5 separate regions of the Mus musculus genome follow, and regions 2, 3, 4 and 5 are each linked to region 1. The links are chromatin contacts, called in public HiChIP or PLAC-seq and promoter capture Hi-C maps. All regions are on one chromosome and are shown on one strand. The core of a region is the stretch at or near the end of the contact, and the rest is flanking DNA. Distances in the headings are between cores, read along the strand shown. Region 1 holds the start of Mcrip1 (MAPK regulated corepressor interacting protein 1). Region 2 holds the start of Cd7 (CD7 antigen). Region 3 holds the start of Slc38a10 (solute carrier family 38, member 10). Region 4 overlaps Ccdc57 (coiled-coil domain containing 57). Region 5 holds the start of Fasn (fatty acid synthase).

The links. Promoter capture Hi-C pulls out the DNA fragments that hold promoters and counts their contacts. HiChIP or PLAC-seq counts read pairs in DNA pulled down with a chosen protein or histone mark.
Region 2: a promoter capture Hi-C map of fetal liver shows a contact between it and region 1, with 2.4 times the contacts expected there. The contact joins the promoter of Cd7 here to the promoter of Mcrip1 in region 1. A contact is called at or near these places in 7 of 39 promoter capture datasets (the SN4741 cell line, cranial neural crest, embryonic stem cells and 4 more), 3 of 484 Hi-C or Micro-C datasets (all in embryonic stem cells), 2 of 115 datasets of contacts at active chromatin or transcription factors (embryonic forebrain and pancreatic cancer cells) and 1 of 9 other capture datasets (embryonic stem cells).
Region 3: an HNF4G HiChIP or PLAC-seq map of pancreatic cancer cells shows a contact between it and region 1. The contact joins the promoter of Slc38a10 here to the promoter of Mcrip1 in region 1. A contact is called at or near these places in 1 of 39 promoter capture datasets (hippocampal neurons), 1 of 484 Hi-C or Micro-C datasets (embryonic stem cells) and 1 of 115 datasets of contacts at active chromatin or transcription factors (pancreatic cancer cells).
Region 4: a FOXA1 HiChIP or PLAC-seq map of pancreatic cancer cells shows a contact between it and region 1. The contact joins the enhancer-like site here to the promoter of Mcrip1 in region 1. A contact is called at or near these places in 4 of 39 promoter capture datasets (cranial neural crest, embryonic stem cells, pre-B cells and 1 more), 1 of 115 datasets of contacts at active chromatin or transcription factors (pancreatic cancer cells) and 2 of 9 other capture datasets (adipose tissue and liver).
Region 5: an H3K4me3 HiChIP or PLAC-seq map of the SCID.adh cell line shows a contact between it and region 1, with 18 read pairs. The contact joins the promoter of Fasn here to the promoter of Mcrip1 in region 1. A contact is called at or near these places in 13 of 39 promoter capture datasets (the 3T3-L1 cell line, the C10 cell line, cranial neural crest and 7 more), 1 of 15 datasets of contacts at CTCF or cohesin (the NIH/3T3 cell line), 6 of 484 Hi-C or Micro-C datasets (CD4 T cells, CD8 T cells, embryonic stem cells and 2 more), 13 of 115 datasets of contacts at active chromatin or transcription factors (the SCID.adh cell line, T-cell acute lymphoblastic leukemia, acute myeloid leukemia and 7 more) and 3 of 9 other capture datasets (adipose tissue, liver and pancreatic islet).

What each region holds. Positions count from the first base shown.
Region 1 is chr11:120,546,580-120,551,731 of GRCm38.p6, forward strand. It overlaps Mcrip1 (MAPK regulated corepressor interacting protein 1), which reads right to left and starts at 3,148. Exons shown (of 5, transcript NM_001033231.4): 1 at 3,078-3,148. It overlaps Ppp1r27 (protein phosphatase 1, regulatory subunit 27), which reads right to left and starts at 4,553. Exons shown (of 3, transcript NM_026814.3): 1 at 4,285-4,553; 2 at 4,033-4,183; 3 at 3,396-3,750. The coding sequence starts at 4,474. The coding sequence ends at 3,627.
Region 2 is chr11:121,036,846-121,041,997 of GRCm38.p6, forward strand. Cd7 (CD7 antigen) reads right to left here and starts at 2,633. Exons shown (of 4, transcript NM_009854.2): 1 at 2,448-2,633; 2 at 1,191-1,505; 3 at 835-971; 4 at 1-305. The coding sequence starts at 2,520. The coding sequence ends at 198. It overlaps Gm11775 (a long non-coding RNA gene), which reads left to right and starts at 838. Exons shown (of 2, transcript XR_880372.3): 1 at 838-1,017.
Region 3 is chr11:120,149,432-120,154,583 of GRCm38.p6, forward strand. It overlaps Slc38a10 (solute carrier family 38, member 10), which reads right to left and starts at 1,920. Exons shown (of 17, transcript NM_024249.5): 1 at 1,549-1,920. The coding sequence starts at 1,647. It overlaps Gm11769 (a long non-coding RNA gene), which reads left to right and starts at 976. Exons shown (of 3, transcript XR_389232.4): 1 at 976-1,283; 2 at 1,407-1,967; 3 at 2,348-3,290.
Region 4 is chr11:120,895,569-120,900,720 of GRCm38.p6, forward strand. Ccdc57 (coiled-coil domain containing 57) reads right to left here. Exons shown (of 19, transcript NM_027745.1): 8 at 2,241-2,399. Among named protein-coding and RNA genes, the nearest start is that of A430102A20Rik, 35 kb to the right of the region's middle. Within about 2 kb of position 2,608, at least 36 of the 459 cell types and tissues checked have an H3K27ac peak or open chromatin away from gene starts, as enhancers often do. A contact at or near this core is called in liver and pancreatic cancer cells, where this site is marked.
Region 5 is chr11:120,822,595-120,827,746 of GRCm38.p6, forward strand. It overlaps Fasn (fatty acid synthase), which reads right to left and starts at 1,953. Exons shown (of 43, transcript NM_007988.3): 1 at 1,436-1,953; 2 at 123-258. The coding sequence starts at 249. It overlaps Ccdc57 (coiled-coil domain containing 57), which reads right to left. Exons shown (of 19, transcript NM_027745.1): 19 at 3,948-4,330. The coding sequence ends at 4,122.

The DNA of each region.
Region 1 (5,152 bases), core at 1,898-4,397:
CCCAACACTCCAGTCATATGTAATACGTCCCAACAACTCCACAATGTTTTTGGGTCTTTTTGCAGTTTGTGTTTAAAAATAGGAAGCCCAGGCTAGCATCAAAAAAAAAAAAAAAAAATCACTCTGTAGTCAAGGCCAGCCATGAACCCTTGATCCTCCTGATTTTGCAATGTGGCATCCCCTACTCTCCTTCTCCCCCTCAAGTGCTGGGATTACAGGTATGCACTACCATGCCTGGCACAACTCTACAATACCTTTTACCTGTATCTTTGAAATAGTCCCAACAGTCCCTAACATCAAAACCTAGCAGGACTTTTTCCCCCATGAATCTAGGGCCTCATGCATGCTAGGCAAATGTACTACCTGAAGTATAATCTCACCCTTTACTTTTCAGATAAGGTCTGATACCCAGGTTGCCTTTGAACTTCCTGTTGACTAAGAAGGCCTTGGACTTGCAACCCTCCATCACCCTACTGAGTAGCTAAGTTAAGGCTCTGTGTGTGTATGTGTGTGTGTGTGTGAGAGAGAGAGAGAAAGAGAGAGAGAGAGAGAGAGAGAGAAAGAGAGAATGTGTGTGTTTGAGAGAGAGCGCGAGCATTTTTGTTTTTGTTTAGTGAACTCTTTTTTTTTTTTTTTTTTTGGTTTTTCGAGACAGGGTTTCACTCAGTAGACCAGGCTGGCCTCGAACTCAGAAATCCGCCTGCCTCTGCTTCTCAAGTGCTGGGATTAAAGGCATGTGCAACCACCACCTGGCTTAGTGAACTCTTAAGACACAGCTAACAATGACAGTACCTTAGATCTGATGACCCTCAGTGACATATCCATGGGCTAGCTGTGGCCCTGCCCATCCCTGCTTCCACTGGCTACACAGCAGACACACACAGTTTCTTGACACATTTCCACCACTTCCAGTGGAAACCAGTTGAGCTGTGCACTGTCATAGAGCTCTTGTTTCGTGTTTCTTGTGTGTCACCAGCTAGTATCCTCAGGCCCCCATAATAGTCAGCAGTAAACTTGACAGTTTCCTGTTCAAAGACTACACTTCCCAGCTTCCTTTGCAGACTATGAAGTCATTTCTGCCTCTACACAGAGCCACATCCCATCTCCCTCTGCAGGCATTTTGGCCCTCTGCACACAGGGATGACGAGTAAACATGGTCCTGCCTAGGGGCAGACCAAGGTTTTCTTCCACCTCACTCTCTCTACAGCTGCCCTTTGAAATCTAACAGATTTTTTTTTAACCTGTCCAGGTGCCCACTTCCCCCCAGGCCAGAGGTCCTCCATCTCCTCTGTGTCCTCCAGACAAGAGTTTGAATATGAATATGAAGTGGCTACCACCAGAGAGTTGCCAGGTCCTCCTGCTTCAATGAAGATTGAAGCATGGCTGTATGAAGCCCATACCTCAAACAAAGGACCTCCAGCTCTTCAGTCAACATGATAATGGACATGACAAAGCCATTCTACATTTTATACATTATCCCAGTTAAAACTAACAACTAACCACTGAGTATATGGTAAATGTGGAATCAGTTAATACTTAAAACGAGGTGGAGACCCAGAAATGTCCAAGGACCAAGAATCACAAAGGCCACAGCAGAGCCTTGGCAAGGGAGGACAGAGGGAATCCCTGTGCTGGGAACTTTATACACTGTTCATGGTCCTATCACAGCAGGCCAGGAAGAAGGCATCTCACAGTCCTATTGCAGAGGATGTCACAGCTGTCACCTGAGAGCTGATCTGAATGACTCCCAGCCCCGACACACTCCAGGGCCTTCAAGGCTGCAGAAACTGGCTAGGGTGCTGGGTGCTCATTATCTCTGAGTTTGCCTCAGCTCCTGTCTGCATCCTACATCAGGTTCCTAAACTCTCTGAAATGCTGCTTCCCAGTGACACCCGTGTGGGTCTGCTCACAGCCCCTCTACTGGGAGAGATCCGGAATGGGTTTATTCTCTATAGAACTCTCCACTTCTATAGGACCCAGGGCTTTGGAAGGCAGGGTAGGGGGACAGATCCAGGACCACATCAACTCTTCTAAATACATCCAATATGCCAGGCACATGATGCTAAATGGTCACACTTTGCTACCCACCACAGTGACAATGCGAGTGGTCCCTCACTACAATCAATGGTGCAATGGCTGGTCACTCTGTTCTTCTGAAACGTCTACTATCCAAATGTTGTTGTTTCCTTCTTTCCTCTTCCCACCCCTTTTAGAAAAAAGGTCTCATGTAGCCCTGGCTAGTCTTACATTTCTGATCCTTCTGATTCCACCACACAAAGAGTTGGCATGACAGGTGTGTGCCACCACTCCCTGCTTCAAATTGTGAGGCTTATAGCGACTGACCAGCCAAGCAGGAGCCACAGTGCTGTGACAGCTCGGGCCTGCTTCCAGATGACAGTGGCAGGTCATCAGACCTAGAACGTGTATCCTATTCTTTCCCGGGACTAGCAAACTATTAGATATTCCCTAAATGGACCCAAACCCAGACTCCTTCTCCTGAAGGACCTGGCTCTCGTTGCACTCCTGTCACATCGCTGTCTAAACGTCCTGGACACTCCCCAGAAATCCACCAGCTGATCTCAACTCACTGGGGGCCTTTGCTTGAGCCTGCCCTGTGTTTGAAACATGGCGTCCAGAGGGAAGACCATTTTATCTCGGACGACCACCCCAGGATCTGGGCTGCTTTTGTCAACAGGGTACGATACTTCCGGCCACCAGCATGTCCAGCTTGCCCACAGACAGGCCCCGGGCTTGCGCAGAGCCACTGCATCAGGACAACTGGGATGTGGGCAGGGCAGGTAGCCGGCAAGGACACCGGCGCGGTTTGGGGAGGCTGGCCTGCGCAGCTCAAAAGCAGGGAGCGCCCTCAGAGGCTGCCCCGGGACCGCGGGCGTCGGTTCCCGGGGAGGTGGGGGGGCGGCCGCCACGTCCGCACTCCGTGGAGACACCGGCCTTGTCTCTCCCCGCTCAGGCCAGGCGACCCAGCGACACCAGGGCGGGGCGGGGCGGGGCGGCCAAGGTCCCACGGAGCCTGCAGCGCCCCGCCCCGCCGTGCCTCCGCGCCGCGCCTTCCTCACCTCGCCCTCCTCGCCGCCGCCGCTGCCGCCGCCGCCGCCGCTTCCAGTGGGCCGGCCGGAAGTGACGCGGCGCGCAGGCGCAAACGGCGCGGGCCACGTGATCGCTGGCGAACGGAGTGCGGCGAGGTCGGAGGCGCGCGAGGTCGTCCCGGAAACACGGGTGGGTGTCGGGGGAAGGGAGGGGTTGCCGGGCATCTCTGAACAAGAACATCGGCGCACCGGCCCCGGACACGCATTTCCCCGGCCCTGCGCTGCCAGCGAGCCCCCGCGTACCTGGCGATGGTTTTGTACTGGACTGCGCTAATCAAGTCATCATCACAGCTTGGGAATTATGTTTATTGAAAAAGTAAAAAGTATCACCATTAAAAAACAAACAAACCTGGAGAAAAAGCCAGGCCAGAGAAATGGGTATAGGGGCAAGAGGGTCGTTCCCCACAAGTCCTAACCAGCCTGGCTGCCTCACTGCACATCCAGTGGGCACTCTAGTCCTTGGGGCAAGGTGCTTGCCACTTCTCCAAGGAGGCGCAAGCCCCAAAGGGCTCTCCTGGCTCAGTCCATGCTGGTTCCTTTGAAGAGTTCCACCAAGTCTTTGAAGTCCGGGTCAATAAGGTCGGAGGGCAGATCGCCATCATCATTGGCTGCATCTCTGTCTGCCCCCAAAGAGATGAGATACCTGAGGTGTGAAGGGCAGGTGGTTAAAGCCTACTCAGCCCACTCCGGGGCCAAAAGGCTAGAATATTGGGGTCACCTGTTTGTTTTTTCCAGGCAGAGTGAGGAGGAAGAAACCTGACCCCTTGGAAGCTGTGGCCAGATTTTCCGGCTTGCTCTAATGTTGCAATCGGGTAGAAACTGCCAGAATCCCTGAGTTGATGCCTACATCCTCAGAGCCATATTTTGGGGGGGTCCACCTGGAGAGATTAGGATGAAACCTCTGAACCACATTCCATAGTCTCACCTGGCTATGTCAGGGTACCCATCACTGCAAGCGATGTGCAGTGGTGTCCAGCCTGTCTCATCCCGCTGGTGAATGTCAGCCCCGTATTTGACTAGCAACTTCACACACTCTAGGTTTCCAGAGAGCACAGCTTCATGCAGAGCAGCCAGTCCTGGGCAGGGTGGGAACACAGGGTCAAAGCTGTAACCCTCAGAAGAGGATCTCCCCTGCCTCCTTATGGACAGAAGGCCAGACTCTCAGTTATCTACTCACCTGAGGGATGGATAGTGTCTAGGGAGACTTTCCGAGCCCGGATAAAGCGTCCCACCTGCTCCAGGTCGCCTTGTCGAATGTGGTCCAAGAAGAGAACATCGTTAGGGAAGCGCACGCTCCGATCGGCCAACATCCGCCGCCTCCGCTGTCGGGGGCTGTAGCGAGCATAGCGGACCGTTCGGCTGGGCATCCTGGGATTGAGGTGGGCTATCTCTGTGGGTATGAGTGAGAAAGTGTCCCTACCAGACCAGATCTGTGTAAGCTCTCCTGCTCGACAGAACCTCGATTCCAGCTTATAAAGGGCTTGCGAGGCTATATAAAGCCACGCAGTCATGCTTGCAGACGCGAGGGGCTGAAACTGAGCTGCTCCGCGCTCCCTGAGCACAGGATCATGTTTAGTGGCTCATCTTTCAGCACACCTGTCACTATGTCCGGCCAAAGGGGTCAGATCCTTCCTGGCTACTACTCCCTCTCCGCAGCTGGACCTAGAAGGTGCCTTATAGAGGACAGAAGGACTAGGAGAGAGTCCATGAAGAAAGCTGTGGATGTGAGCTCAAGGGCATCAAGAGGGTCTAAGCTTAAAGGATGATGGATCACCTGTCTACCTACTGGGAGCTGAGCTCCCTCCCCATCTGAAGAGCACCAATCCATTGTCATTTAGGAGGTCACAGCCCTGTCCATTTCCCAATGTGTCACTCTCACCTCTCCAAGAGTAGATTCCCAAAACTGCCTTTAGGGTGCATCATACTGACATCTCAACTCTACAGACAGATCAACACTACTAGTCCTATGGGACTCACCCAGCACACACACATACTGCCTCTGTTTTCTGGACAGCCTATGGACTCATGTTGAAGATATCCAGTCT
Region 2 (5,152 bases), core at 1,383-3,882, 490 kb after region 1:
ACCTGGCTAGGGTTGGTGACAGATTGCAGAGCCCTGTGGGGGAGCTTACAGAGGAGGAATCCCACCCACCCAGAAGCACCAAGGGGGAATTTGAGTACCACAGGAAGAGTGCTGGGGAGTTGGGCGGGGTGTGGGGGCCAGCAGGACTGCTGTAAGCTCTGCTGAAACAAGGCACGGGGGACTGCAGGCAGAGGGGTTCACTGGTACTGGTTGGGGATGCATGGCGTCTTGCGGTTGCTGTAGGACATGTCTTCATACACTACGCACGGAGATTCCTTAATCCCTGAGGCACACAGTTTCTTGATCTGAAAAGATAGCCTGTTGTCACCCAGGCACTGGCCAACATGGTGACCTGGGCAAAGTACCCCTGTCTCCAAGTAACCCCTTTATTCAACAACACACAGCTTTCCCAGACCCGGGGGAATGATCAGTTTTCATCCACCTCTGGCAGAATCAACGGCAGGGAGGGCCCAGGGCAAACAGTCGAGTGGTTAGAAGAGCTGACCATTGTCAGGACCTTTCTCACACAGCACATGGTGACTCAAAGACATTAACTCCTATCCCAGAAGTTCCGAATTCCTACATTCACACAGGTCCACGCACATAGTGCACACACACACACACACACACACGCATGCACACACAGGCACATACACATGTTCACACACTCATTTTGGGGCCTGGTTAGAAGCCCCACTTTCTCCCTCTCGGCTTCACTCTCCCATTCTGTGTCCCTGAGAGATGCCTCACCCAAGGGTTCTCTGCATCTTATCATGTGCATCCTGACTGATCTCTGCCTTAAGCCTGTGATAATAGCCGTAGGCTCACACTGACCTGTATCTTCCTCAGCATGCTGCACACCACCCCAAGGAGCAGCCCGGTGAAGAAGAAGCCTACAGCAATGGCAGCTGGGAAGGAAAATGATGTCTGCAGAGGTTCCTGGGATCTGTATGCTTCTTGGGATGATTTTTCTGGGAAAATGAACACAAAGCCATTGGTAGGAGAGGACACAAGCAGGTGAGGTGGGGATCCTCATTGGAGGCCTTGAGGTTCAAGCCAGGTGTGGGCACCATTAGGAGGTTTCCAGGAAGAAATGGGCTCTGAGCAGACAGCTCCAACAAGTGCAAAGAAGGTCTCTAGCAGCCAGTGGGCTCCTGGCCTGGCCAACAGTCAGATGGGCACATCCTTACCTTTCACCACAACCGTGGTGAACAAGCCACGGGCACTGACTTTCCTGACAGCCTCGCAGGTGTAGTCTCCAGTGTCTGCCAGCTGGAGGGAGCTTATGGTGATGGTCAGGTTCTTCTGGGAACCAGAGAAATTAATTCGGCCTGAGAAGGTCCTGTCTACTGTGGGCTCCTGCCGGTCTTCAAAGTAAATCACATTGTAAGCCTGAGGCCAGATCTTCTTCATTAAGATCCCTTCCAGGTGCCCTCTTGTAGAGCAGGTGATGTTGACAGAATCCCCCTCAGAGGCAATCGTGAGTCGGGGGGACTGGTGTACGTCTGTGAAGAACCAGCCAGTTAGCACCAAGCTGGCGCACAGCACACGGTGACTCAAACACGCTAACACGTATCTCAGAGGCTCCACAGATCCTACATTCATGTATGTCCTTGCACACTCTTGAGCATCTCTCACAGCACCCGCACCCGCATGCTCACACATGCTGTCTCATTTTGCTGTGCACAGGGGCTGCACTCTCTACACCTCCAGGTTTCTTTCTCCCATTTTGTATTCCTGTGAGATGCCTCCTCCATCACACCCCTCTCTGCAGAAATGCTATAGGAACTTGGCAACTTTGTTGCATCTCAACACAAGGACTTCCCTTTTGACTACTCCCCACCCTGGCTGTACTCTTTCTTTCTCTTTTAAGTGAGTCAGTCACTCCCAGACAGCCATAGTCCTATCTCCTCTTTGCCTACTCTTTCCGATGCTGGTTTCTTCATCACCCTCCTTCCCCCCATCATTTCTAGGCATCCAGAGCCTGTGGCTCTGCGCAAGGGGCACATGTTGACTTGTTCATGGGATACTCACTCTTTCAGATTCCAGCCCCGTTTGCCGTGCCTGGCACCCACACCACCCACTTTCCTGTAGGCAAGACTGAGTACAAACCTCAGCATCTCACAGAATGAACACTATGCTGGTTTTGCACAAGAATTGTGCCTGGGAGCCTGAGCCTCCCATAATCTTATTGTAGATCTTTTACACCTTACCACAAGACTTCCCACAGACAGCTGCTCTGAAAGGGAACTGAAGAACACAGTTCTCACAAGCACCAAGGGTAGATGTTAGTCCTGTAAACTAAAGCTTTCAAGTCTCTGCTTTTCCACGGAGCTGGGACTATTCCAGGTCTAAGACTAAGACTTGGGGAAGTCAAGTCAGGGCCAACCCTTCCCCAGGTGGGTGTGTGAGATGCTCTCTGGGAGCCCTGCTACAGGGATGCTTACCTTGGGCATCCAGGGGGCCAGGCAGGATTCCGGCCAGTGTAAGCAGCAAAGCCAGCACTGCCTGCTGAGTCATGACGCCCAAATCCAGGTGATCTGAGCCAAATCAGCCACTCTGGCTACAACACATTACTGAGCACTGTGAAAGTTCACACCAAAAACCCTGAGAGGAAGAAACAGGGGTGTGGCAGTTCAATGCGATTGGTGGTGAAGCTCCGAGGGAGGGCTTCCTGAAGATGAAGGTGGAGCTTGGTGGGCAGGGAACACAACAAGCCAGGTGGAGGAAGCCACCTGACCCCAACTGTCCTCCCTGGCTGGTTGGCTGGCCCACATCTTTATCATCTTTAACCAAGAGTCTCCACAGGAGACGTCAAGAGGAAGAAGAAATAAGAACTAGTCCTGTAACCTGGAAGAAAAATTAGAGGGACTTAAAGGTTTAGAGGCCGGGAGGGAGTTGAAGTTTCCTCTGGTCTTTTGTGTCATTTTCTGCTGGGATGTGTTCAGGTCTGTGGTCTCACCTGTTGTCTGGACACACTGGGGTTTCAGCCTGACACAGCATACCCAGTAGCCTTGGCTGTGGTTGCCTTGGCGGCCTGGGTGATCCTTCCTTAGAAGCATGATTGAGCCAGATCTGCTAGGCCAAAGGGCGGCTAGGAGCCCCTTCAATAGCAATCTGCCTTCTGGGACAAAACCGAGGGCCCTGTGTCTGGTTCCCAGGTTGGGGGAGAGCTAGGACTCTTGTCAACCATGAGTTTTATTGCTGGTACCAGAGCCAGTGTGTCACACTGAGGGGTGAGTTTGTGTGTGTGTGTGTGTACAGTGTCACATAGGGACTCAAAGCAGTTCCTCCGGGGTCCTACTCTAAGGGGGAAGATGCTCCCCCTGTAGGTGGGTTTGGAATGCTATGGTGTAGACAGGGGTGCCATGCGGGGTACTTGAGGGCACATGGGAGAGGGACTCAGGTAAAGGAAGGTCAAAGTTGGAAGATTTTAGGAACAAAGGGTTGGGGAGGGACAGGTCACCTGTGGTAACACAGGGACAGCAGGTATGGAACTGTGCAGCCTGAGAATATTGGAGAGAAATACGAGGGGAGCTGGGTCAGGTGGGCAGTAAAGAAATCAGCACCTAGCCCCCAGGGGAGAAGTTCATGGAAAGACAGACTTTACAGGGAAGTAAGAACAGTCAAAGACCTAGACCTAGTCTCCTTCCTAGGATGCCCGTGGCCACACCAGGGGCACATGGACTGGAGTGCTGCCACCTCTGCAGGGCTGACCTTGATGTGGTCTTCGTGCATCGACACTTTTGACTGTTTGGGGCACCATGCCTCAAGTTTCAGAGATCATAGACACACAGGGCCCTATGGGCTGTGCCTAAGGGCTCCAGGGCTCCAGGAGGAGGTGATGACCCAAACCCCAGTGCATTTATTTTGATTGAAGAGGCACAGACTCTGTGCATCTGGGTGCTGGGCGGTAGCATCAGATGCACTGTGGTTGTGACTCTGGAGGCCACTGTCATCAGGCAGGGTCTTCTCCACTGGGCCATCTCTCCAGCTCACCAGGCAGCGTCTTTAGCTCGGGGCTTCATTTTCAGGTCTCAGCTCGAGTGGTTTTTGTTGTTGTTGCTGTTTTGTGAGATAAGGTTTCTCTGTGTAGCCCAGGCTATCCTGGAACTCACTCTGTAGACCAGGTTGGCATCAAACTCTGAGACTCACCTGCCTCTGCCTCCCAAATGCTGGGACTAAAAGCATGCACCATCAGCCAGGCTCAAATGATATTCTGTGGGTTTGTTTCTAACAATCATATCTTCCAGAAGTTGACTGTTTCCTTGGTTTACTGTTCTCGTTTAATGATCAGAATCACAGATGCTTATCTGAAGACTGGGTTATGGAGTATGTAGGAGGCAAACTCACCCAAGTTTGGATTACAATAAGACACGATATGGGTCCAAGAGAAACAGAGGGTGGAGATGGAGATGAGGGAGGGTGAGGATCTGTAGAGAGGTCCCTGGGGAGAGCAAGCTCCAGAAATTCTTTGTTCCTTAGGGCTCCCTGTAAGGCAGGTCAACTCTGCCCCCTTGTGGTGAGAGCCCAACGACAGCTGGGTCACCAGAGTTTATTACTGAGTCATGAAGTCTCCTGAAGAAAAGCTGGCGTGGTGTGGCCCTTGCAGACACTGCAGAGGATTAGGGTGTGGAGAGGCTCTGAGATGAGTGATTCAGCTGAAGGCACGATGCCCAGTTGTGTGCTCTCTCTCCCTCTCCTCCCTCCTCCTCCTCTACCCCTTCCCCCTTTCTCCCTTTCTCTCCCCACAGTCTCACTGGATCATCCTGGCTGGAATAAAACTCCCTATGTAGATCAGAGACACCCCCCTGCCTCTGCCTTCCAAGTGCTGGGATTTAAAGATGTGTACCACCGCCTATAAATGGCAGAGGCAGTGGACCCTGAAGGTCAAGTGATGTGAGGAGTAAAGCCTGGGGCTTTCAGGGGTTGCACTTTTTTTTTTTTTTCTTTTTAGCAGCAGCTGACTTTCCAGCAGTGCTGGGTAAGTCTGTCTCTTATTTACTGTGGCTTCACTCTAATGTGCGGCTTTGCTCTGTGGGCTCCTTTTCTCTGAATTTTGCTGTGCGTGTGAATGCATGGCCACACACAGGTTCCATCATAGACGTGTCCAGTGTCCTTGAGCAAAACATTGCATGGCTATTTCTCAGAA
Region 3 (5,152 bases), core at 670-3,169, 400 kb before region 1:
GCATTATGGAATTCCTCAAGTGTACAGTAAGGTACATATGTTCCTTTACCTCATGAAAATTCATCAAGTGTGCATTTAAAATATATGCAGTTTTCCACACACTAAATACAATAAAATGTTTCTCCTTTTTAATTGCCGGAATCACTAAACAAACTAGCTCTAAACCCAAAGGTTTGTTTTTTTTTTGGTTTTTTTTTTTAGCTCCCCCTAAACACTAAGACATTCCCCACTCTGCTGGACTCATGGCTTTGCCCCAAGGCTCCGGAGGAGATAACAATCTAGTGATAGGAACTGACAGGTTTTAGGCACAGTTTGACTGTTTCTGGTCTCTCTTGCACTGGGTTCCAAGCTCTCCCCAAGCAGATCTTCACTGGGCTCATCATCTCCGTTTGCTCTGGTAGAGGCCTAGCACCTGTGCACAGCCAGGCTCCACAAGAGACTGCTCAACCACCTGAGCCCAAACAGCTAATTTCCCAGTCAGCTATGACAGACCCCAGTAAAGGGTCAGTCACACTTCACAGACAGGCAGCAAGGATGACAGAGTTCACTTGGAGATTCGAAACCAGCCAACACTCAAGTCCCAGGATGCAATTCTGCTGACAGACAGTTTCCATGGACACTGGGACACGTAGGCACTCCAAAGACACCCAAAACCATCCCCCAACAACTCAACACTGGGGTTCACAACACAGATGTCACCCCAGAGGATCTAGCTCTGTCCTCCTGTCTACATCTATTAACCATATCAAATACCCTACCCGGGAACCCTAGATACAGTCTCAATCAGGATAGGTTGTTGAGGATCAAAAACTCATTGATTAAAAAAACTTGTTTTCTATTTTTAGCCTGGGATGTGAACGACAAAACACACGAAGTAGTTGTTAGTCTACTATTAAATTATCAACAACCCATTTTCACTTCCAAATGTCTATCCCGGATTAATCTTCCACCTCATCTCCTGGGAGTCATCAGATAGGAGGAGTGGTCTCTGCCTTGATAACCCACTGTTTCAATAGAACAGGACAGCAGCCCGCGTGGCATGGATGAGCGACGGGGAACCCCGCCACTCCCTTTGTTAAGAGAGTCATTACCCAATTTGACGTTTCCATCTGCTTCCGCAACTCACTGGCAGACACAACAAAGCCACGTAGAAATGACCATCTTTTCATGTGGCATTCAACACAGAAATAACACCAAACTTTTTTGTATGCCGGCTTTTCCAACTGCGGTGACACATGATACAGATCAGACCAAACGAATGCTTTAAATCGCCTTGAGTAAAGGTGAGTAGCCGAAGCCGAGGACCGGCATGCTTCCGTGCCATGCAGTCGGTCAGAGTCAAAAACAGGACCAACAAAACCACTATCAATCCGCTAACGTATCCTTCTCTGTGCCTTTCCGTACAGTGTGAGCAACCGCTGAGCGCGCAGATCCGGACCGCGACTCGCTTCGGGGACGTTGCTTGGGTCTCTTCCCGACCCGCGGTGCTCACACCCCCTTCCCACCAAACGAGCACTTCAACCTGATGCCCCCGCGCCCTCGACTCACCTGCTTGAAGCAGAAAGGCATGGTGAGCACGCTGACGCCCACGATGCTGTTCACCACGTTCGTGATCAGCCCCCACTTGGAGGTGGAGGCGGCCGTCATTTTGAGGGTCTAGGGACCAGGACAGAGCGACCCTAGATAACCCTAAACCTGAAGCAGGGGGGGCCGCGGACAGGCGTCGCGAGGTCAGCCTCCAGACCCTGCCAGGCTCCGCAGCAGCCTCATAGCCATGGTTCCAGGTTCCCGCCTCCGCCTCCCCAGAGTGAAGCGGGAACCCGGAAGCGCCGCAGGCAACGCTAGCAACACCTCAGCTCCGCTTCGCTGCCTCCGGCACCCAAACTTCCGCCTTCGGAGCCTACTCTACCAGGAAGTGACGGTATCAAAGGGCGGGATGAGGCGGGACGCCAGCCAACTAGAAGTAGGTGTGTATGCCCGAGGAGGCGTGGTTTGGGTGGGCCCAGAGGCGGAGCTAGGCGTAACTCTGGCCAATAAGAAGTATGTGGGGGGAGGGACGGCGGGACGTGGGGCGGGGTCTGAATCAGGGCGGGGCTACAATCTGGGTTAGGGGTTCCAGGCTTAGACTAGTGACTGTGGCCGCTGGTAGAAGAGTCATTTGCTGGGTACAACCTCTAGTGGAACAACAGGAGAGAAAGAGAAGGACTACCTTTCAGGTGAGGAGTGGGCTCTTGAGGGTTAATTTTCAGGTCCTTGCGCACAGGAAGGATTTTGGGTCACAATTGGAGGACCTGTCTAGACTGAATGCCAACTTATTGGGACAAAATTAGCACTTAACGTTTTACAGATAAAAATCATCGGGACACCGGGAGGTTCAGAGACTCAGCAAAGTCACAACAGCCTGGAGGAGGGAGCATGGAGATGTGTCTGTTTGATACGCTAAGTGGGTGAAAATGGTCTACTGCCCTAATATGAAAGAAAACCAGAGGAAAGGTAAAAAGGAGAGACTAGGGAAATCTAGGATTTCAAGAGATGGTGGCTTCTGTACTGGAAGGACTAATGAGAATTCTTCCTGGAGTAATGGACATTAAAGAGACTAGAGAAAAGAGAACGCTCCAACACCTAAGTGGATTACTGGCACCTGGCAGTGTTCTTTATGGTGGTGTCTGTGGTGAATGAAGGCCTAGGGACCTGAGGTCCAAGAAAGACCCCACAATGATTCCAGGAGGCCAGAGCTGTGCATGCAAGGAGGAACTTCAAGCTGCCTAAAGAGGCTCTCCTAGAAAACAATTTGAGGCCCATGCAAGATCTCAGACAAGGGACAAATTCTTCCAGCATCAGGCAGAGCAGCTTCTAGAGATGAGAGAGAGAGAGAGAGAGAGAGAGAGAGAGAGAGAGAGAGAGAGAGAGAGAGAAAGGAAAAGCTAGAAAGAGCAATTGGTGGCATGAGCCATTAATCCCAGCGTTCAGGAGGCAGAGACAAGCAGCTCTCTTGAGTTTGAGGACAGCCTGGTCTACATAAGTGAGTTCCAGGACAGCCATGGCTACGTGGAGAAACCCTGTCTCGAACAAAAAAAAAAAAAAAGGAGTAATTGAATACAAAGCCAGAATAGGGTTGGAGAGATGGCTCAGTGGTTAAGAGCACTGACTGCTCTTCCAGAAGTCCTGAGTTCAGTTCCCAGCAACCACATCATAATGGGATCCAATGCCCTCTTCTGGTGTGTCTGAAGACAGCAACTGTGTACTCATATACATTAAATAAATAAATCTTTAAAAAGAAAAAACCAAAATACTAAGTGTCTGTATTCATCGTTTGTAAGTGAAGTCATTGTCCACAATCTATCTGACCCGTTTCTGTGTTTCCATATTCATGTATCTGATGTTCATCCCTAAGAAGGGGCTGCTCAGGGCTGGAGAGATACACTGACTGCTCTTCCAGAGATCCTGAGTTCAATTCCCAGCAACCACATGGTGGCTCACAACCATCTGTAATGAGATCGGATGCCCTCTTCTGGTGTGTCTGAAGACAGCTACAGTGTACTTAGAGAGAAAGAAGAAGAAGAAGAAGAAGCAGGTAACTTTTCAGTTCATCATGGGATTGGGAACATAGACATAAACATGGTGATAGAAAGCCATCTTACACTTTGGGAACAGGGCAGGACCTGAGCAGAAGTGGAGCAACAGGTGGGAAGGAGCCTGGAGGTCTAGACACCATCACAATCACAAAGCAGGCCACTCTGACACTCCCTCTCCACTCTCTCCTAGTGGCACCATACAGTAGAGACAATCTGATTTAACTACCTGTTGTATTCTGTTTCGTGAGCTAAGCTCTAGGCTTACTAATTCGTTGTGCATGAATAGGGAGAGCGTTTTTGCATCTTTAACTGTCCCAGCTTTCTCACGCAACCTTATTTACAAAAATTCACCATCATCTTGAATATGTGCTATGAATCATTCATTCTTACTACTGACATCCCATAATGCACGCATACCCTTTCTTCTGCTCAGGGCACCTGAGTTGTTTCCAGTTATTTTCCACTGAAACGAATGATTCAGGGCTATGATGTGGCTCAATTGGTAGAGTACCTGCCTAGTATGCAAAAAGTCCTGGGTTCCAGCTGTGTAAACTGGGTGTGGTAGTATATACCTATGGTTCCCAAACTGAGGCAGAAGGATCAGAAGTTCTAGGTCATTCTCAGGTATATAGTGAGTTCGAAGCCAGCCTGGGCCAAAGGAGACGCTGGCTTTAAAAAAAAAAAAAAAAGTTACAACAAACACTAATCGTTTTTGGGTTTGTTTTTTTTTTTTTTTTTTTTTTTTTTTTTTTTTTTTTTATAGATTTATTTATTTATTATATGTAAGTACACTGTAGCTGTCTTCAGACACTCCAGAAGAGGGCGTCAGATCTCGTTACGGATGGTTGTGAGCCACCATGTGGTTGCTGGGATTTGAACTTCGGACCTTCGGAAGAGCAGTCGGGTGCTCTTACCCACTGAGCCATCTCACCAGCCCTGTTTTTTTTTTTTAAGATTCATTTTATTTTACGTATATGAGTACACTGTAGCTGTCTTCAGACACCAGAAGAGGACATTGGATTCCATTACAGATGGTTGTGAGCCACCGTGTGGTTGCTGGGAATTGAACTCAATACCTCTGGAAGAGCAATCAGTGCTCTTAACCGCTGAGCCACCGTGTGGTTGCTGGGAATTGAACTCAATACCTCTGGAAGAGCAATCAGTGCTCTTAACCGCTGAGCCACCTCTCCAGCCCAAACACTAGCAGTTATACTTGTCTCCTGAATGTGTGGATGTTAGAGTTCATCTGAGGCAAACACCTAGAAGTAGAATCGCAATTGCAAATTCAAGTGTATGCACCTCAAACCTCACTTGGTCTTGGCCACGTGCTCTTCAAAATCACTAGAAGACTCCAGACATCAAAGGTGGTCAAACTTCTGTTAGGAGTCACATGGTTGCCACACACCCCTCCCTCAGTAGTTTGGGACAGAGCACTTGCCTTGCATGCACCAGGTCCTGGGTTTGATCCCAGAGCTGCAATGGTTCAGCATGAAAATGGACTGCCTTTGCAATGGCCTCCTTGGAAGTCATGCGCCTCTCAGACTTTACAGTCTCTGTTACAATTATTCAGATTTGCC
Region 4 (5,152 bases), core at 1,358-3,857, 350 kb after region 1:
ATGATACAAGGAGAAGCTGTCCTGAGAGAGACCTGGAGAAACAACAGCACCCGTGGACAGATAACCATAGAGGGCAGATATCAAGATTCAACAAACGCTGGAAGAAACAGTGCTGGAGGGAGGTGGCCACACTCGGCAGAGAACCAGTATGTAGTCAGAGGAGGGAGTCTGTCAAACCTAAACCAGGACTGCTGTGTAAATCCTCTGAACAGAGACCTAAAAGGCAAAACTGGAGCATGTGCCTTGGGGATACATAGGCTGAAAAAGCAGGAGGGGCTAAGGGTCCATGCCAGACAGTAATCTGTGGACAGAGGGGAACAAACAGGCCTGTTTCTAGTTGTACATAGGCCAGTGTGGTGGGAAGCCAGTACAACCCTAACACAGGTGCACTTGATGAAAACTTCACATCATCTCTAAAGACAAAGCTGAGGGGAAGCCATGCCCAAGCACAGCTAGAGGTCTCCACACTCCTCTGTAATTGATAGAACCAATAAGCAGATAGCAAGGACATGGGAGAGTGTTATCTACCAGGGTGGTCCAGGTGACATCTTCAGAACCCAGACCACAACAAGGGTATGTTTTATCTTTAAGTCTATTTAGACAGGTATTGGGGCAGAATACATTTCAAATCCATGAAACAGACTGCAGAGGAAATCAATCATGCTAGGTGTATTCTGCGTGTGCAGCATAATTAGGTCAAAATTACTGACAATGGTTCCTGAAGCTAAAGTCAGAGATTAGGCAATATGGTCCTAAGTTATCAACTGACTGGAGAGTTCACAAGGGACAGCACGTTAGCTGAATAACATCAGAGCTTGTTGGGTGTAGCTAGGCTGTGCTAGAAAGGAAACTTCCAACACTAATTACATCTGATAGACGGAAAGATGTCTCAGAGTTAATCATCTTGGCTCTGATATCAGAATTGATCAGAACAACAAACCAAAGCCAAAGGAAATAGGAAATAGAACAACAACCACTACCAACCACCACCACCACAACAACAACAATGGAGAAAATCAAATCCTAAGTTGGTTCTTCACAAAGATCAGCAAAATATTGATAGAACTGATAAGCCTCCAGTGAGGCTGGTCTAAGGTAAAGGGGAGGCCATCAAATGACCAGTGTCATAAGAAGCCTTTGCTATCCACTGACAGGCAGTAAGATTACAGGAACCAGGGACAGGGACAAAGTGGACAGAGGAGATCAAAGTACCAAAATGGACAGAAAAAAAAATCAGAGGAAAACCTAAACAAAACAAAACAAACAGGGCTGGTGTGATGGCTCAGTGGGTAAGAGTACCCGACTGCTCTTCCAAAGGTCCAGTGTTCAAGTCCCAGCAACCACATGGTGGCTCACAACCATCTGTAATGGGATCTGGTGCCCTCTTCTGGAGTGTCTGAAGACAGCTACAGTGTACTTACATATAATAAATAAATAAATCTTAAAAACAAACAAACAAAACAAAACAAACAAACAAACACAAACCAGTGATAAATCCAAAGAAGCTAGGATCAAAAGCCATATTATGGCCGCCATTCAGAAGTCCAGTCCACAAAGGCCCTTCCCCAGGGTGGTCAGGGCTGGCCACAGAGCTGAGGGGTCTGGATGAGACAGAGTGGAGGGTGTGGATGTGTGTGTCCATCTGGATTACATCGTCTGACTTGATGACACTGTAAGAACAGGCCCTTGCTTTCACCAAGTGTAAGTTACTACAATCAACAGGAGAGACAAGCATGGTGGGTTTTGTTTGCTTGCTTGCTTTCTTTCTTTCTTTCTTTCTTTCTTTCTTTCTTTCTTTCTTTCTTTCTCTCTCTTTCTCTCTCTCTCTCTCTTTCTTTCTTTCTTTCTTTCTTTCTTTCTTTTTTCTTTCCCTTGAGATAGGGTCTCTCCATGTAGAGATGGATGTCCTGCAGTGTTATGGGGATCAGGTTGGCCTTGAAATCATGGTACTCTGTCTGCTTCTGCAAGCTGATGGCAGAGGAAGGTGGACATTGCTCGCCACCACACCAGCCCTTGGCTGCTCTCCTTGATCTCCTCATCCCAAAGTCTCTGGACATGCCCTCTGGGCTTGGATGTTTGCTGTCCTTACTACCACCACGATCTGCTTTCAAACCATTGACCATTCCTCCCCCAGGGAATGCAGGGCCAAGTTTGTTTGATGTGGTTTCAATCCTGAGGACCTGTAATGGTTCTTGTCTGCAGGAAACACTCAGCATGGGTGACTGCCTTGGGAATGGTACCTGTCTATGTCCTGTTGGAATCTGGCCACCTGTGCCTTGAGCTTCATCTCTTCTTCCTGCAGCGTGTGAATCTGAAAGTCTTTGGAGACAGTCTCCTTGGACATCTGCGTGATCTGGGCGTCCCAGGCAGCTTTCAGAGCTGCCGCATCTTCACGAAATCTGCACGGGAAGAGTTTGGGAGTGCAGTGAGCGTCTCCTGTTCTCTCTCGTGCTCCCATACAGACCCAGAGGAGCACACACACAGTTGGCCAGCCCTCTCAAAAAGCCACATTAGAAGGCAAACCATTGCCTAATTTAAGACCATGGTTCTACTCAGGAAGAAACATCCAGCAGCCAGCCAAGCTACTGTTAACTAATTGACTATAAAGGGCCAAATTACGCAAGGGGGAAAGGTGATCTGTACACACAGCCTGTGGGACTGAGGAAGTGCTGCTGGTGAGTCACCTCTGCATCTTTCACTGTGCCCAGTCCAGCACCTAACACACTTCAAGAAGACTCTAGAGGCCACACATTAGCTTGACAGTCAAGTGTTGCTGGGCAAACCGCCCAAACACGCAAGCTTTCCCAAAAAACACACATCAAGTGACACTTTCAGGAGAGGCCATCTAACCAAGACCATCCCTGCTCACGGAAAACCTGCCTTTGTCACACGGTGCACCAAAGACCACACCCCTGGGAACAGACCTTCTGGGGCTCTGTGCTGATGGGCTGTCCCGTGTGGGCATGACAAGCAGAAGGTGAGTAGCTGCCCTGAATCAAGAGCCAGGTGTTGAGTCTCAAACCTGCCCTGGAACAGCATGGAGAGCCACTGTGCCACATCTCACACGCTCTGGGAGTACTGAAAACAGGACACACGAGGCAGCCACTTTCAGTCACTTTGGGCAAGCCCACCTGACTCTGCCTTCTGAGCCGGTGTCTGGTACTGAGGAAATGCTCCTGGAAATGCCCTCAGCAACACTTCTCACCAGGCTGCTTCCCAGGCCGGCATTCCCAGGGTCAGCACAGAAACACCTGGTCCAGTGACCTGTGTCCACTGTGGCCTCCTTCACATTCTACCTCCTTTCCCCAACACGTGGCCTGACTTAGCTGCCAGTATGACTACTGCCGTCTTACAGTGAAGACCAGTAGACTCTGACTGCTCCAAGTGGAGCAGACATGCCACTAGCAAACCTGTGTCTTTATCCTAATCATACATGTGTGCAAACCCACCGAGAGGGCAAGCACTGAGCACTGAGGTTGTCACAGAATGCCAGCACATGCTGGACAGAGGTGGACTGGTCACCAAACTCCCCACAAGTAAGAAGAGAGATTCAAATTTGGGTTTTCTGAACATGTTCTTTTGAGATGGGGTTTCAGTTAGCAGCCTAGGCTGGCCTCACCTTAAGAGCTCTGAGATTACAGATACATGTCACCCTGCCCTGTTTTCTACTGTCAGGGAAATGCCCTGTCTGTAGTAGTAACCCCCCCCCCCCTTTTTTTTTTGGTTTTTTTGAGACAGGGTTTCTCTGTGTAGCCCTGGCTGTCCTGGAACTCACTTTGTAGACCAGGCTGGCCTGGATGTGACACACTATAATTCCAGGAAGCTAAGGCTGGAGGATTATGAGTTCCAAGCTAGCCAGGACTATACAGAGTGAGACCCTGTCAAAACACAAAGTCATTTAGTTTAAGGCTTCAAGAGGAGGCAGGAAGCAGCCAGGCTCTGTAGGGCCCTGCCACTGCAAAGGAACAGCAATGAGCCAGCATTCGTTCCTCGAGGCAGCCACAGCACAGCTGGGCATCGTTGGCTCACTATGGTGAGCTGCTTGGGTTTCTTACAAAATAAACCAGAGCACACTGGACTTAACAAAGCAGTACCACCAAGCTTCTCAAAGTACAATTGCTAGTTTTATTTTTACTTTATGTCTGTGGTATTTTGTCTGCATGTGTGTTCCGAGGACTGAACTCGGACCCTTGGAGGAGTAGCCATCACTCTTAAGCACTGAGTTATCTAGCCCATGTAGAATAAGCTTTAATTTCCTGATACTACACAGGTCTAAGAACTACTTCTCCCCATAGTAGAAGTGTAATTTGGGTAGCAATTTGTCTGCTTAAAAAAAAGGGGTGGGGAGTGGGGGCTGGAGAGATGGCTCAGTGGTTAAGATCACTGACTGCTCTTCCAGAGGTCCTGAGTTCAAATCCCAGCAACTACATGGTGGCTCACAACCATCTGTAATGGGATCTGGTGCCCTCTTCTGGTGTGTCTGAAGACAGCTACAGTGTACTCATATACATAAAATAAACAAATCTTTAAAAAAAAAAAAAAAAGAGGGGCTGGTGAGATGGCTCAGCAGGTAAGAGCACCTGACTGTTCTTCCAAAGGTCCTGAGTTCAAATCCCAGCAACCACATGGTGGCTCACAACCATCCCTAACGAGATCTGACTCCCTCTTCTGGTGTGTCTGAAGACAGCTACAGTGTACTTACATATAATAAATAAATAAATCTAAAAAAAAAAAAAAAAGATAAAATACCCTCATCTAAGCCTGGGAATGTTAGCAAATACCCGACTTCAGTGTTCCTTTGAACACTGCGTCCCTGTGTATTTCCTCACTGCCCAGGATGGGGCTCAGCGCCGCACACCCAGTGCTATACCTCTCCAGTGCCCACAGTTCTTGACACGAGGCACAAGCAGAGCAGGTTGTCCAAACACTCTGGCTTGAATTAAATATTGGGAAGGAGCCAGTGTCCTGGAGCACACCTGTAATTCCAGCACTGGGTAGGCTGAGGTGGGAGAATAGAGGCTTCCAAGCCACCTCAGGCTACACAGGGCAGCCATGTCTCAAAAACAAAGCAAAACAAAAACAAACAAACAAAAAAAACCCAGTTAAACCCAGAGCTGTATGGTTTGAATTTCCACCTCTGTTCATGTCCACT
Region 5 (5,152 bases), core at 703-3,202, 270 kb after region 1:
CTTTTCATTCTGACCGGTTCTCAACCTCACAGCTAGCTCTACAGGGAGTTCCCTGTCTCCAGAAGTGCCTTGGTCATAAACTCTCAGACCATCCTGCTGCATGATCCCGAGGGGACACTCACCAGCCTTCCATCTCCTGTCATCATCTGTGACCATGTCCACACCACCAATGAGGTTGGCCCAGAACTCCTGTAGGTTCTCTGACTCGGGCAACTTCCCCGACATACCGGCTATCACCACCTCCTCCATGGCTCTTCTCTGTGGGGGAAGATAGCATGGTGGGTCTCTCACAGTCATTCCCAGCTACAGCCACCTAAATCCACAGGTAGCACACCTCAAGACTTTCTGAGAGCAAGGGCTCAGAAAGCCCCCAGTGGAAACTAGCAGAACTCAGCTGTAAACAACGGATGAGCTGAGTGCTTAGGTCTCCTTGCACTGATAGCTACTTCTGAGATTGTCAGCCCTTCCAGGGTAGACACTTGACCTGGCCTGACCCTACCATGTTTTGCCAGAGCTACCTGGGACCATAGGATCTCCAGTTGCCTACTGGATGCTCCATCCCAGGCTAGTCAAATCAGGAACTTGCAAACAGAAGTGGGGCTTCAAGAAACAGGGTCTGGGGCACTCTCACCTTAAGCCACGGGGAAGCCAGCGCGCTTCCCTTTCACGAAGAGGGTGGAGACTGACTGCCGTTCAGTGCCAGCCAGGACGCCAGGCTTGGTTAGGACCCAGAGGGAACAGGCCCGACAACTAGTGAGTGCCCAGGCCTAGCAGGGCTGAGGCAAACCGATCCCCTGCCAATGGACCCTTTCAGCAAGGTCCGACCTGGAATACTACTCTCAGCTTGGTGCGGTTAGGGGAAAGGTGAAGCCTCTCGCCATCTGGTCGAACACTTTGTAACCTGGCCGAGGCAGCAGAAGGATCTGCTAGATCCTCCTGTCCCTAAGGCACTTGCCCAGGGCAGTTCAGGCCTTGCAACCGTAGTCCAACGAGAAGGCTTCCGTGCCACCCAGCCGGTGAGGCCTGGATGGTCTGATGACTTCCGCTGAGGCCCCTGGGGCCTCGTGCGCACCCAGACCCGCATCTGCCTTCTCCAAGCTGAAGCCCGGGTACCACCGCGGCCTCCTGCGCCCTGCCAAAGCCGCCCAGTGCGAGTGAAGGCCCCGGCCCCATCCACGAGGCGCCCAGACTCCTGCACCCGGTTGGCGCGGCGCCCACGTGACAGCGGCCCGCCGCGCTGGCTCTCCGCACACCCCTCCCGCGCCCCTCTCGGCCTGATCGCGGAGCTCAGCCCGGTGGCTGGCTGTCGGAGGGGCGCGGCGGCGCTTTTGTGAGCGCAGGGGTGCCGAGGATGGGCGCCCGCCTATCCTTCCACTGGAGCCGTGGCATCCCGACACCGGCCTGCCGCCCCGGAACCCCGAACGCAGCGGCGTACCTGTCTGGGCTCTGGAGGCAGACGACAAGCGAGGAGCGCGGCAGGCGAACTGGACGGGACGCCGCTGCCGTCTCTCTGGCTCCCTCTAGGCCGCGCCGGCGCTATTTAAACCGCGGCCATCCCCGCGCGGCCACGCCACATGGGCTGACAGCTTGGCTGCGCCGCCCAGGCCAATGAGCGTCGGGGCTGCGCCCCGGGACCCGGCGCGCCGCCGCCGGTGGGGTGATGCCCGCGCGCGCCGCCCCCAGCCGGGACCCTGCACGGGCGCGCGCTGGAGCACAAGGAACGCGCAGCCCCCGCCTGCTTCCGTCCCCGCCCCCGGCCTCGCGCGGGCCACGCGGGGCTCATCCCGACGCCCTCATCTCTGTCCTCCCACCCCCACCCCCTCGCGGCCGGTGCCAGGTGTGCACTGTGCGCGCGCAGTGTGGGTCGGGCGTGCTTGGTCACACTGGAAACTCTGCACTGAGGAGGACACCAGGGCCACGCGGGGGGACAGGTCCGTGTCGCTGCGATTCCACGCCGCGATCGTAGCGCGCGCGGAACCGAGGGGCGTGGCCTGCTCCACATCGAAACCAATTGGACACCGAGGCCGTTCTCGGTGGCCCAATGGCGGCGCGCGGGTGGGCGTTGCTAGGCAATAGGGTGATGGGCCGGCAACAGCGGCAAAGCACTTCGCGGGCCCCCGCGCAAGCGCGGTCGTTGACCCTGGCGGAGGGCGCCTCAGGCGGGGTTACTACCGGTCATCGTGGCCCAGCTTTCTCGGACTCCCACCCTCTGTGGCCACCTTGGAGACCAGGATGCGGGCAGGGACGGGAGCAGTAGGCAGGATAGGGAACACTGACGGGCGCGTGTGGCGGCCTCCGGAGTCCGCTCAGTGTCCAGGCGCGGCCATCTGGCGAGCGGGATACCACCCCTCCCCCGCCTGGTGGGAACAAAGGAGCTGCTGCGCGCCTCCCTGAGTTTCCGGGACCCTCTCCCTCCCTCCCTTTAAATTCCTCTTTTCAAAGGGTTATCGAATTTGGGGGCGGGGGATGACAAAACTCACCGTCCAAAAAGACACAGACTTCTCAGGGTTGGGTCCCTTGAGTGCCTAGAGAGGTTGTTCCCTTCCCTCCTGTCCTTCCACTACAGGCCCAGGCCACTAAGACTGACCTCCTTATGGGGTAATGGCCCGGGAGTGGGGGGGAGGGGGAAGGGGGCTAGTGTCAGTGGTCCTTGACTGCAAGTCTATAGCAAAAGCCAGAGCCTCAGAGCCTTGCTTGTCAACCCTGGCTTCTAGCTTCTCCAACTTGGCTATCCACCCAGGCTTTCTGTGGAAGGAGGCTAAGCAGGGACCCTGAAGGGCAGCCTATAGGACTGGCAGGTGTATTCTGCCCATAAGCTGGCTTGCCCCCAAGCTCTCCCATTTTGCCCCTATGCCTTTGTGGGTGTCTTTGGGTTTCAGGGCCAGCCTAGGAAAGTTTTACAAAAGGCCTGTACACATACTAGCCAGAGCAGTCCCACCCCAGCTCCTGGTGCCTTGAGATAGGTCATGTTTGCCTTCTCACTGGCCAGGCTGCTGGCCAACCCTAAGTGGTCAGCAGAGCTCTGCCCTCTGCAGCTGTCAGGGTCTCAGCTGGAGGAGATGTAACCCAGGGATGCAGAGTCTGGGCCGTGCACAGAGCAGGATGCTGAGGGCAGAGCAAACTTCTCTGATCATCTTTTCACCAAAGGAAGTTGCATGGCTACATCTCAGAAACACGTGACAAACAAAGTGGATTGCCAGATGTGGATATGAGAGAGCCACGTCAGGATGGCCTGCCATGGCCCCTGCCAGTCGTGAAAACAGCACAGTGTACCTAGGTGGGCTCTTGTAAAAGCATCCTATGGCTCTCTCTTTGCATATGCACCTTGAGAGCTACCTACTACAGACCCACAGCAGGAGTGATCTGCAGATGTCTGCTACCTAGGCCTGAGTTATTCAACTGGCATCCAAGACCACATTACTGAGTGTGGGCTTCCCTGTAATGTTGTGATGGCCCACCATGTGAGCCAGCCAGCCTGGAATCACTGTCAGGATTTTACACACAGAGATGCAAAAATGAAGCTGCAAGAGTCACATGATTAGTCAAGGACACACAACAACCTGGACCTGGGAGCTGCCTGGACCCTGCAGCCCTGTGTGTCTGATACCCAGCAAGGCTAAGGCCATGGGCCTCTTTAAGTCATGCTATGGACAGGAAGTGGTCAGGCAGGTCTCATGAGGTTTTCAGTAGGCAGATGGGTCTGGTTCCGAGACTGGGCCTCTGGGTGGCCAGGCCCATGCTCCCGGGAGGACCTCTCATACAGTGTTCCTTGGGGACATACTTTGCAGGTGGCCACTCTATTCTGCCCACCAGGCTCTGGAGGACAGTGTCACCGACAGGGCGAGTGCACAGTGGCTGTGGGTGGTGACAGGCAGGGGGCAGAGGCCAGCCCAGGATCCAGCCTGCATTCCCCAAGTAGGACAAGACAGACAACTTCACAGGCCAAACAGATGGAGGAGGCTTTAATTGCTCTTTAGCATCAGAAAGGCCATCATTTGGGATGCTGTCCTGTGCTCACAACCCACCTGTATACCATGTGTATTCTCACTCCCAACTTGTATAACCACAGGCCCCACGTACAAGGTGGAGCCCCTGTGCAGTCTCCTGCAGGAGGCTGAGACTTAGTCCTTGAGGTTGTAGTTGCGGATCCTAGAGGGCCGCTGCTGCTGGCAGTTTGTAGGTTTAGCTGGGTGAGACTTGCTGGGTCTGGGGGGTGTGGCTTTTGGCTGAGCTTCCATCTTTAGCCCTTTGACAGCAAAGGCCTTTTGTATGGGGACAGGGCTCCGGTTGACCTTTTGGAAACAGCTGGGTCTTGAAGGTGCTGGACACTCTACAGGCAAGAAGTAGAAAAAGATGTAGGTTAGGAACATGGGAAGGGTATGTGCTCAGAGTTGGTCATGTCATAACAACCTGTAGGGACTCATATTCTGTTTTTCTTTGTGAGAGCCTATACAGGCCAGCAGGCCCTCCATAGTGACCTAGCACTAGCCAGTGGCAGCAACTGTGTTGGGTCCTGACTAGGGTGCAAGAGGTGTGTGTGGGCATGGGCTTCACATATTTTCAACTGATCCTAGGCCTGCCTCTCCCCTAGCACACAGAAATCTGGGCTATGGAAACAAAAGAAAGCAAAAACCAAAACACCCTGAGATGCTGTGACTGTTTCCTAAGGGCTGGGGGGGGGGGGGTGGCGGCGGTAGCAGGTGGCCCCCCCTCCCATTCAAGCCAGGCTACCCCATTGAGAGTTCAGTCCTTCCTCGTCCTGTCCCTGGGGCTTGAGTATAACAGGGAGTGTTCATGAACGCTTCTGACCACTTACATCCCTAACAGAGACAGGCCAAGGACTGTCTGGCAAGCTGTACTCCACACGGGTACAGGTTAAAGCCTAGAGCAGCCCTGCCAGTGTCCACTTGAACCATGGTCTAAGTGGTCATTTTACTGCTGCTGTGGCTGCGGCTGCTGCTAGAACCCAGACGTAATGGGTAAATGCCTGCTAGTAAGCCATTTCTAGCTTTGTAGATGGCTATCTTTGTCTTTTGAGCTTTTCTGTCCTTTGAGTCTTTGACACTAAAAATGTATATCTTTTCTAAAACCATTTCGTTTCCCTCGGGGACACACAGACCTGTCCTTCCTCCCTGGCAGCCTGGCCCAGCAG